Regions from separate parts of the Mus musculus genome. Here regions 2 and 3 are each linked to region 1. A link is a contact called in public HiChIP or PLAC-seq data. All regions are on one chromosome and are shown on one strand. Each heading gives the region's core, a stretch centred on a gene start, on an enhancer-like site or on the middle of the called end of the contact. The rest is flanking DNA. Distances are from core to core; before and after follow the strand shown. Region 1 holds the start of 5730488B01Rik (RIKEN cDNA 5730488B01 gene). Region 2 has its middle 13 kb from the start of Gm24376. Region 3 holds the start of Melk (maternal embryonic leucine zipper kinase).

Evidence for each region. HiChIP or PLAC-seq counts read pairs in DNA pulled down with a chosen protein or histone mark.
Region 2: an H3K4me3 HiChIP or PLAC-seq map of neural tube shows a contact between it and region 1, with 3 times the contacts expected there. The contact joins the enhancer-like site here to the promoter of 5730488B01Rik in region 1. A contact is called at or near these places in 2 of 39 promoter capture datasets (cranial neural crest and hippocampal neurons), 6 of 115 datasets of contacts at active chromatin or transcription factors (embryonic forebrain, embryonic hindbrain, embryonic midbrain and 3 more) and 1 of 9 other capture datasets (embryonic stem cells).
Region 3: a contact with region 1 is called in an H3K4me3 HiChIP or PLAC-seq map of forebrain, with 4 times the contacts expected there. The contact joins the promoter of Melk here to the promoter of 5730488B01Rik in region 1. A contact is called at or near these places in 1 of 39 promoter capture datasets (hippocampal neurons), 1 of 484 Hi-C or Micro-C datasets (B cells), 5 of 115 datasets of contacts at active chromatin or transcription factors (embryonic forebrain, embryonic hindbrain, embryonic midbrain and 2 more) and 1 of 9 other capture datasets (embryonic stem cells).

The regions. Positions count from the first base shown.
Region 1 is chr4:44,701,406-44,704,105 of GRCm38.p6, reverse strand. It overlaps 5730488B01Rik (RIKEN cDNA 5730488B01 gene), which reads right to left and starts at 1,306. Exons shown (of 1, transcript NR_073462.1): 1 at 1-1,306. All of the region lies in intron 1 of Pax5 (paired box 5), which reads left to right.
Region 2 is chr4:44,424,035-44,426,734 of GRCm38.p6, reverse strand. No RefSeq gene overlaps it. Among named protein-coding and RNA genes, the nearest start is that of Gm24376, 13 kb to the right of the region's middle. Within about 2 kb of position 1,329, at least 24 of the 459 cell types and tissues checked have an H3K27ac peak or open chromatin away from gene starts, as enhancers often do.
Region 3 is chr4:44,299,606-44,302,305 of GRCm38.p6, reverse strand. Melk (maternal embryonic leucine zipper kinase) reads right to left here and starts at 1,389. Exons shown (of 18, transcript NM_010790.2): 1 at 1,234-1,389.

The sequences.
Region 1 (2,700 bases), core at 57-2,556:
GGGTTGCAGCTTCGGGGCGCACCGGGCTCCCAGCTTCAGCAGCTGCAGCATTTCAGACTCCGCCGCGGCCCCTGCGCGACAGGAGAGGGAGTTCTCTGTAACTTCGTCGGAGACGTCAGAGAGCCGACAGAAGAGAGGTGGAAGGGGAGGTCCGGCTCCAGAGACACGGAGAAGCGGGAAACAAGAAGGACCTGGCGGAGGCCGAAGGGTGGGCAGACCCTCGAGGCAGCAAGACCGAAGCAGCCTGGCAGTCCGCGGCCTCGCTGCCCCGGACTGAGACGGAGGGCCCTGCGCTCGCGGCCTCCTGCAGGCTGCTGGTCCCGCGCCGGGCTCCCCTAGCCGTCCTGGAGGTGGGCCCCTGCGCTATGCCCTCGACGCCGCTAGCGCTTGGGCCGCAGCTTCTCTGGTGCGGGCCGGGAGCCGCCGCTTGAGCCCGCCGAGGAGCGAAGCTAGCGGGAGTTGGGCGCCCGCTCCCAGACCGACTGGCTGAGAGCACCGTTTCCCGCCTCTCGGCTCAGCTCTCCGCGATCTTCCGCAGGCGGCTCCGAGAGGGACCCCACGGCTGCAGAGGTGTTTTCTGATCTCTGCTCACACTGTGCCCGGCCTGGTGGCGCGGTTCCCTAGGCGCCCTGGGCAGTCCTTTGGCGCCGAGAGGCAGCGGCGTGGGCCGGCCTACAGTCTGGAGCGCCCCGATGGAAATACACTGTAAGCACGACCCGTTTGCATCCATGCATAGTAAGTAGGCGGCGAGCTCGCTTCTCTCACTCTCCGGCCGGGATCGGGTTGGGGGTGCCGGAGTGCGGGGTAAGATACTAAGTCCTGAAGGACTCGGGACCTCTGTAGCTGCGTAGACAACTTCGCAAAGTGCAATGTTTTCAGGTAGCGGACGCCGCCGAGGCCGAAGCGCCTGGTGGGTGAATCCCGCCTCCAGCAACGAGGTAGAGTAGGCAGCGAGCTGTAGCCTTTCCCGAGCTCTAGCCGCTAGTTCTCAGAACCCTGGTTCATACGCATAGACAGCTCGGGACTGGGTCAGTTGGAGGGCAGGAAGTTTGAATAGAGGTCAGTGAGAGTCTCAGCCAGCGCTCAACATCCCAACTCTGTTGGCGCCTTTTTCAGCCATGGGACTAGGCAAGACTGATGCTTAAAAGGAAAAGTAGAGCCCCGACCAGTCCCTGAATATGTGAAGAAAGAAGTGAAAGTTAAGAAGGGGCACCAGGTCCAGGATTCCAAATGCGCCCTGGATCGAGGAGAGGGGATTTAAAGAATCAACGAAGTCAGGGTCCCTAAGCTACACTTCAGTTTAGGTGTCGGCCAGTACATACAGAGACCTTTAAAGACATCATTGGGTCCTTCTCTGTAGGATGTCTACCTTGAGATGGCTTCTCTACTAGAAAGAAAAAGAAAGAAAGAAAGAAAGAAAGAAAGAAAGAAAGAAAGAAAGGAAGGAAGCAAGCTAATTAGTCACATGCAGGCATCCCTGCCTTCTGAAAGCCTGTGCAGTGTAAGAGACCGGCAGGGTCATTTCGGACACCGGTAGGGCCCTGCTGCCTGACCCACAGGGATCCTGCCAGTTCACCCATTAACACAGCCTCCTATGAGACAAGCGCTCTTCTCACGGTGAGTTAACGCTGGATTAGATTCGGAGATTTCAAGGAAATTCCAAGTGGAACGAATCGCGTTTCCTTTCTGTTGGCTGTAGACTCGGCCAGGGGAAGGCGCCAGGCTTTGGCAGACTGCACTCGGGTGCCCAGCTCGAGTCTCTGTGGGTTGCAGATCTCAGAGTAACTCCGTGGCTAGCAGCCGGCTGCAAGCTTTTTAAACCTCAACCAGCCGGGATCCCGCTACTCTAGCCGTGGGTCCCCTATTTAACAAAGGCATAGAGACCCGGCTAGAGAGAAGGCAAGGTGAAGCAATAATCTTCGTGTCTTCCACCAAGAACTGAGTGGCCTGGTAGCAGGGGAAGGTTTGCTTAGGCAGCCAAAGCGGGCTTCAAGCAGGTCAGCTTCTCTTTGTGTCAATATCCCAGTCGGAGGTAAATCTCCCGAGCGAGCAGCGACAAGATTCGCGCAGAGAAGCTGCTTGCTCTGGTCCCAGCCCCAACGATTCCTCCCCTTTAGGAGACTGGGTTTAAGCGGTTTCCAGTCCACCATGGCTCCAGCGTTTCCCGCAGCATTTTCATGCGCAGACTGGCTCTAGAGCCTCTCTGCTCTCACTCAGAACGAACCTGAAAACAAACGAGTTGGGGGCAACACTCTGAGGTGGGCAAGAAACAACTGGGAGGCAAGATGGGTAGGGCTGGCTCCCGTGCTTCTGGCAGAAATCCAAAGGCCTGCACTGCCTCTCTCTGTCCAGAGTTCTGCTGCCCAGAGGTCGTGCCCAAGCCCGTGGGGAGACAGCATCAGATTTGGTGGTCTTGCGGTGTGCATTCGTGTGGAGAGGCAGCTCCTTCCAGGTGCAGGTTAACCAACTGCTAATGTCTCAGCCTTCCTGCCGGCCCTTCAATCTGCCCCCTCCTCGGGAAATCCTCCCTCCTCCCATTCTCAATCTCCCTGGCAGCACAGTGGGGGCTGGGCAAGCCTAGCTTCCAGAGCTAGGGGAAGCCCTTGGCGTCTTTGGAAAGACCTTAGTTAGCTCTTATGCCTAAAGCTGTTTGCTTGCACAATGTAATCTGTCTCTGGGTCCTTATTTGCTGGTGATGGG
Region 2 (2,700 bases), core at 80-2,579, 280 kb after region 1:
ATGATGATTGATGGCTTTGAAGACCCAGTAAATCGATAGGGTCTGAATTCCTAAACTCTTGACAAGAGCTGAAGAGAACACACATCTCAATGCCTGCCCTCACTCTTCTGCTTCCTCAGTACTCACATCAGCCAGAGATGGGGCCTTGTGGGTCACTCAGAGAGAGTTTTCCAGTCACTACACAGCATGGTCTGTGGATGCTTCCTTCATTCAGCTAACACTAAAGCATTTTGTCTGCTCAGGCTTGCACTTAGTACTAGGGTAGGGGCATGGAAGGAAGAAAAGATGAAAACTTGGCTCTTACTCCACTTCACTAAGTGAACTTAGTCCACTGAAAAGAGTAAGACCATACAAAGCAGCCTGTATAGGGGAGGACCAGGCATCCTGTAGCTCCCCCACCCTCTGTGTCCTCTGGATATAAGGAACATGTTAGTACAGAGGCTGAAGTCCCAGATGGGGACACCTGGCCAAGGGTACAGAGCTTGGAAGTAAAGGAGGGAGGGTGGAGACATACTCTACCTGAACTCAAGGCCTTCGACGGAGGGAAGATGTCACCAAGAGCTTGTGAGCCAGCTCTCCAAGCAGAAAACAGGATTTTTAAAAGGAGCATGTGCAGGTCTTTCGCTCAATACAAACCAGACTCCACCGTCTTTTATTTGTTGTGTGGGAGGGGGAGCACACACTTTTTTGTTGGTTGGTTTTGTTTAGTTTTTTTTTTTTTTTAAGAAAGAGAAAACATAAAATTGGATGTTGGATGGAGGAAGGGATCTTGAAGAGACTGTGATAGAAAATATTGTAAAATTATTTTTTTTAAAGTGGAACAGCCATTCTAGATTGACCCTGTAACAGAAGTTCGGGATAAAGGAAGGTATTTGCATGGAACAGATGTGTTAAAGAGAGCTCAACACAGGATGGAGCTGGGTCAAATGAGACAGGAATAGGGGGCCACCAAGGCTGAGTTTCTGTTCATGAGAGGGTCTTGGGACAGAAGAACTTGGAGGCTGCATCGGCAGCGAGCGAGCCCAGCACGGGACCGTCGAAGACTTGGCCTGGGTCCCCTGGTCCCAGCAGCCAGCGGCTGCAGGCCGGTGCTCGCGTCCCGCTGAGCGCTGCAGAGGGCTGGAGGCGGCTGTGGGGGGCGGGCGGCCACCGGCCCGACAGGTAAGTGATTGGATTAAGAGACCCGGCTGACAGGATGTCCGTTCAGCCGCTGAGGCTAATCAACTTCCCCATCCTGTCTGCTAATAAATCCTGCTCCGGGGACCACTCGCCTGATGATAGCTCCTCGGGGACCGCCGCCGACTTCTCCCGGAGCACTCGCTCGCAGTCTATTAAGGAGGCAGCGCGCGCCTGTCAGGTCCTCAGTCCCGCAGCGGCTCCGAGGTGCCCATCACCCAGGTGCGGCGGCCGCCAGCCCCATTGTTCCCACCGCGGGGGTGACAGCCCGGCCCGGGGTCCCTCGCCTCGGGGGGTCTCAGGCCCCTCCGGGCGGCGGCCTCACGGATCCGGCTCTCGGCCCTCGGAGCTGCCACCCGCTCAGGCCCGGGCTGCGCGCATCAATTAGAAAGTGGCAGTTGCTGGATCTATAATATCTGTGGAGAAGATGTATAAATAAATTAAAGCTTTAATTATTTTCTTGCATTCGCGGCAGCTCCGCGAGGTAGCCAGTGCTGAACTGTTGAGGGAACTGCTCTTGGCTGGACTCTCACCTCCCCCACTCCCCAAAAGGAGCGGAGTGTGGGGGTGGGGAGGTGGAGAAACAATTTCCTTTGTTGCTCAATATAAAAAGTACAAACCTTTTGACCTGAAGTCCCAGCTGCTTCTAAAACAATATGCTCCCTACTTGAGTAACACACACACACACACACACACACACACACACACACACACACACACACTCACTCACACACAAGCTTTCCTAGAGTGGTGTCTATAGACAGAGTTCAATCCCATATTTTCATCTTATCTGGAAGAACCTCCAAGGGCGTTATTAAATACGTGAAATACGCCAGAAATAGCCAAGCAATCCCCATCTGGCCTTGGAAAGGAGGAGGAACGTACTGGGAAGTAGTAAAGTGTGTTTATTTTTTAATTTTGATGACATGTGTTACATCAGTAAAAAGGACAATTATTTTTAAAATTCCGCCAGCACGCTTCAGTGATTCAAAAGGTGTGCCACTACGGAATCCATCAGAGCCTCCCTGCAAAAGCCCAGCTTGGTCCATCGTCAAGGCCAAGTTGCATTTTTAAATATCCTAACATGAACATGATTGTAAGTCTTAATAAATAAATAAATAAATAAATAAAATCCCTCATCTCAAGGAGCAGAAGGGCACTAATGTTACAGATCCGCCTGTCCTTAGGTTTCTGATCCCCAAGTTTAGGGGAATCTTAAGCTCGAATGACATTTGAAAGGAAGGCGGGTGGAAATTGAAGGGAGTTCAGAATGGCCCTGCCTTTGCCAACAAGCCAATCCCTCCAAAGCAAACTACCTCGTTCCTCTAATGATGCGCTCCAGAGTGTGGGTGACTCCTCTGTGTCACACAGATCCTCTCAGCCAGTGCCATCCCCTCCAGTGAGAAAAACAACCAGAGTTACCTAACAGCCAGAGTTACCTAACAGCTAACTCTGAAGATGCTCTCTCCTCTCTCCCTGGGTCTGTTTTCAACACACATCAAAAGGCCAGGGAATGAATCTACT
Region 3 (2,700 bases), core at 140-2,639, 400 kb after region 1:
AGCACTCAGGAACAGAGGCAGGTAGGTGCATCTCTGTGAGTTAGAGGCCAGCTTGGACTATACAGTGAGTCCTCATAAAAGGCAAACTGAGGGTATTTTGCTACCAGTATGGTGTTATTTGAGCCATGCTATCACTTACTACAAAACACATTAACTTGCCTCTCGTGCTCATTGACACTGATCTGGTCATTTCAGATGAGAGTGCAGAATGGCTTACAACCTGGCCTTAGAATACAGTTGAGTGGCGGCACCCTTCTGCTCCTTTGCGGAGATTTCTGAGAGCAGCAATAGAGGCATTCATTCCCAAAAGCATTTAGGGACTAACCTGTCCATCTAGTTGGTTCATAATAGATAAAAGGGACAGAGCCACTGTTTCCACGAAGGTGTTTAAGAAGAAACAGAAGCCAAAACATGAACAAAAGTTGGGACTAAATTCTCTAGCCAACGTTTCAGACCCCTCTGAAACCCTCTCTTCCTCCTCCTCCATTAACCACAGAAATCTACCTAAGGTGAGACTAGAACACTCACTACCTCACCTTAGTGTGAGCTCCTGCCTTGGGATGAGAAGCAGGGAACTGCTCCCCTCCACACCCTTCTTGGCAGGAGCCACCTGGCTCCTCCATTTACTGCTATAGCCTCTGGGCGTCCTTACAATACGAGTCTCGGGCCACTTGCTTTAGAGGTGCAAGGTGAGGAAGGATTTGGGCTCTACAAAGGGGTTACACACATTTCTCTTTTAACTGGAATACCCCAGAAAACTGAGTTGAAAAGTGTAAGTGCCTCAAAGCCCATCTCTGAATCGCTTTTGCAGACAGTCAAAAGCACTGAAACAGAACTGGAAATTCCCATTATGGGAGCCTCCGGGGCGTCAAATGCTCTGTCAAACTTTATCAATTACCCGCTGAGCGGGGAATGGGGAGTGGGGAGCGCTCACGCCTGTATCTCCTGCGCTCAGGAAGGTAAGGCAGGAGGATCCAGAATTCAAGGACCACTTTGGCTACAAAGTGAGTTCGAGACCAGTGAGTTCAAGACGCAAGATACATCTCAGAACCCGAGACAAAAAAAAAAAAAAAAAAAAAAAAAAACTACCATCCACCATCTGTGAAAGCCAGGGTCGAAAAACCTAGACGTTCTCACAGAGAACAGTGCTGATGGGTGGAACCCCAGGGAAACTCCGTCTCCCGGCCACGCCCCACGAGGCCCAGAGTGCGGCCCGAGGACGGAAGAACTGACCTGAAGGGCAGCGGGCCCAGCAAGGACCGAACAGGACCGAACAGGACAGAAGGTGAAGCAGCCGGCTGCAGAGTCTAGCAAAGCCGGAACAAGTCGGTGGGAATTTCTGCAGGATTCAAGTTCCAGCAGCTTCCGCCCGCCAAAGGAATCAAACCTCGCGGGCCGGAAGAGGCGGGGCCCAAGGGAGCCCAGTCCCAGGGAGGTGGGGCGGGGCCGGGAGAAAACTGGGCGGAGCGATGGTGGGGCGGGGCGAGATAGGCTCAAACTTTTGATGGGATACTAAATGTGTAGGATGTCAAATGCTCAGGATCGGTGATGGTGAAGACTTTAAGATACTGACTTAAGCCTCAGTACATGGGAACGCCAGGGCCAAGAAGTGCGAGTGGGAGGGTAGGGGAGTTGTGGGGGGGGGAGGGTATGGGGACTTTTGGGATAGCATTGGAAATGTAAATGAAGAAAATACCTAATTTAAAAAAAAAAAAAAGATACTGACTGAAGACTTAAGGCCTTGCCTCCTTCTTTCTTTTTTTTTAAGAATATTTTTATTTTTTTAAAAATACCATTATTCTTCGACACTTTCATACACGTATACAATGTATGTTGATCATATCCACTTTATTCTCCCTTCTTGCTCCCCACACCACCCAAAACCCTCTCTCATCTTCACTTCCTTTTTTTTTTTTAATAGTTTGCCTTTACTAACTGCAGTGTGCATATCTCATAGGGACAAGGAAATTTTTTCCAGAAGACATTGACTTGCTAAGTTTTCATATTTTAATCCCAGCACTTTGGAGGCAGAGGCAGGCAGATTTCTGAGTTCGAGGCCAGCCTAGTCTACAGAGTGAGTTCCAGGACAGCCAGGACTACACAGAGAAACCCTGTCTCGAAAAACAAAAACAAAACAAAAAAAAAAAGTTTTCATATAATTAAGTTTTTTATGTTCTTAATTTTTCATTACATTCATTTATTCGAGTGCGTGCTTGTGGGAAGGGGGGCACGTGTCACTTCACACCTGTGGCAGTTAGAGGACAACTTTCAAGAGTTGGTTCTCTCTTGCCACCTAATGGGTCTAACTAATCAAGTCAAGCTGTCAACTTGGTACCAATTGCCATTACCCATTGACCCCTCTTTCCCCTGATCTTTTTCCCCCTTCTGGTTCATGGGAGGGCTCTCCCTGGCCTTGGCTATTCTAAGCAAGAGCTCTAACATTGTGCCACTTTTCCCTGTGCATCTCATAATTCTTACTAAAATCTGTTGCTATAAGTTATAAAACCTTAGGAACTAAATTAACTACCCATCAAGATGCTAGCAATGTGGCTCATGGGTAAAGATACTTGCCACCAGCCCTGAAAACCTAAATTCAATCCCCAGAAATCTGACTTCCTCATTTACCCCTCCCTGCAAACAAATACAGAAATGATTTTTGGAAAAAAAGAAAAAGAAAAAAGAAAGAAAGAAAAATTCAAT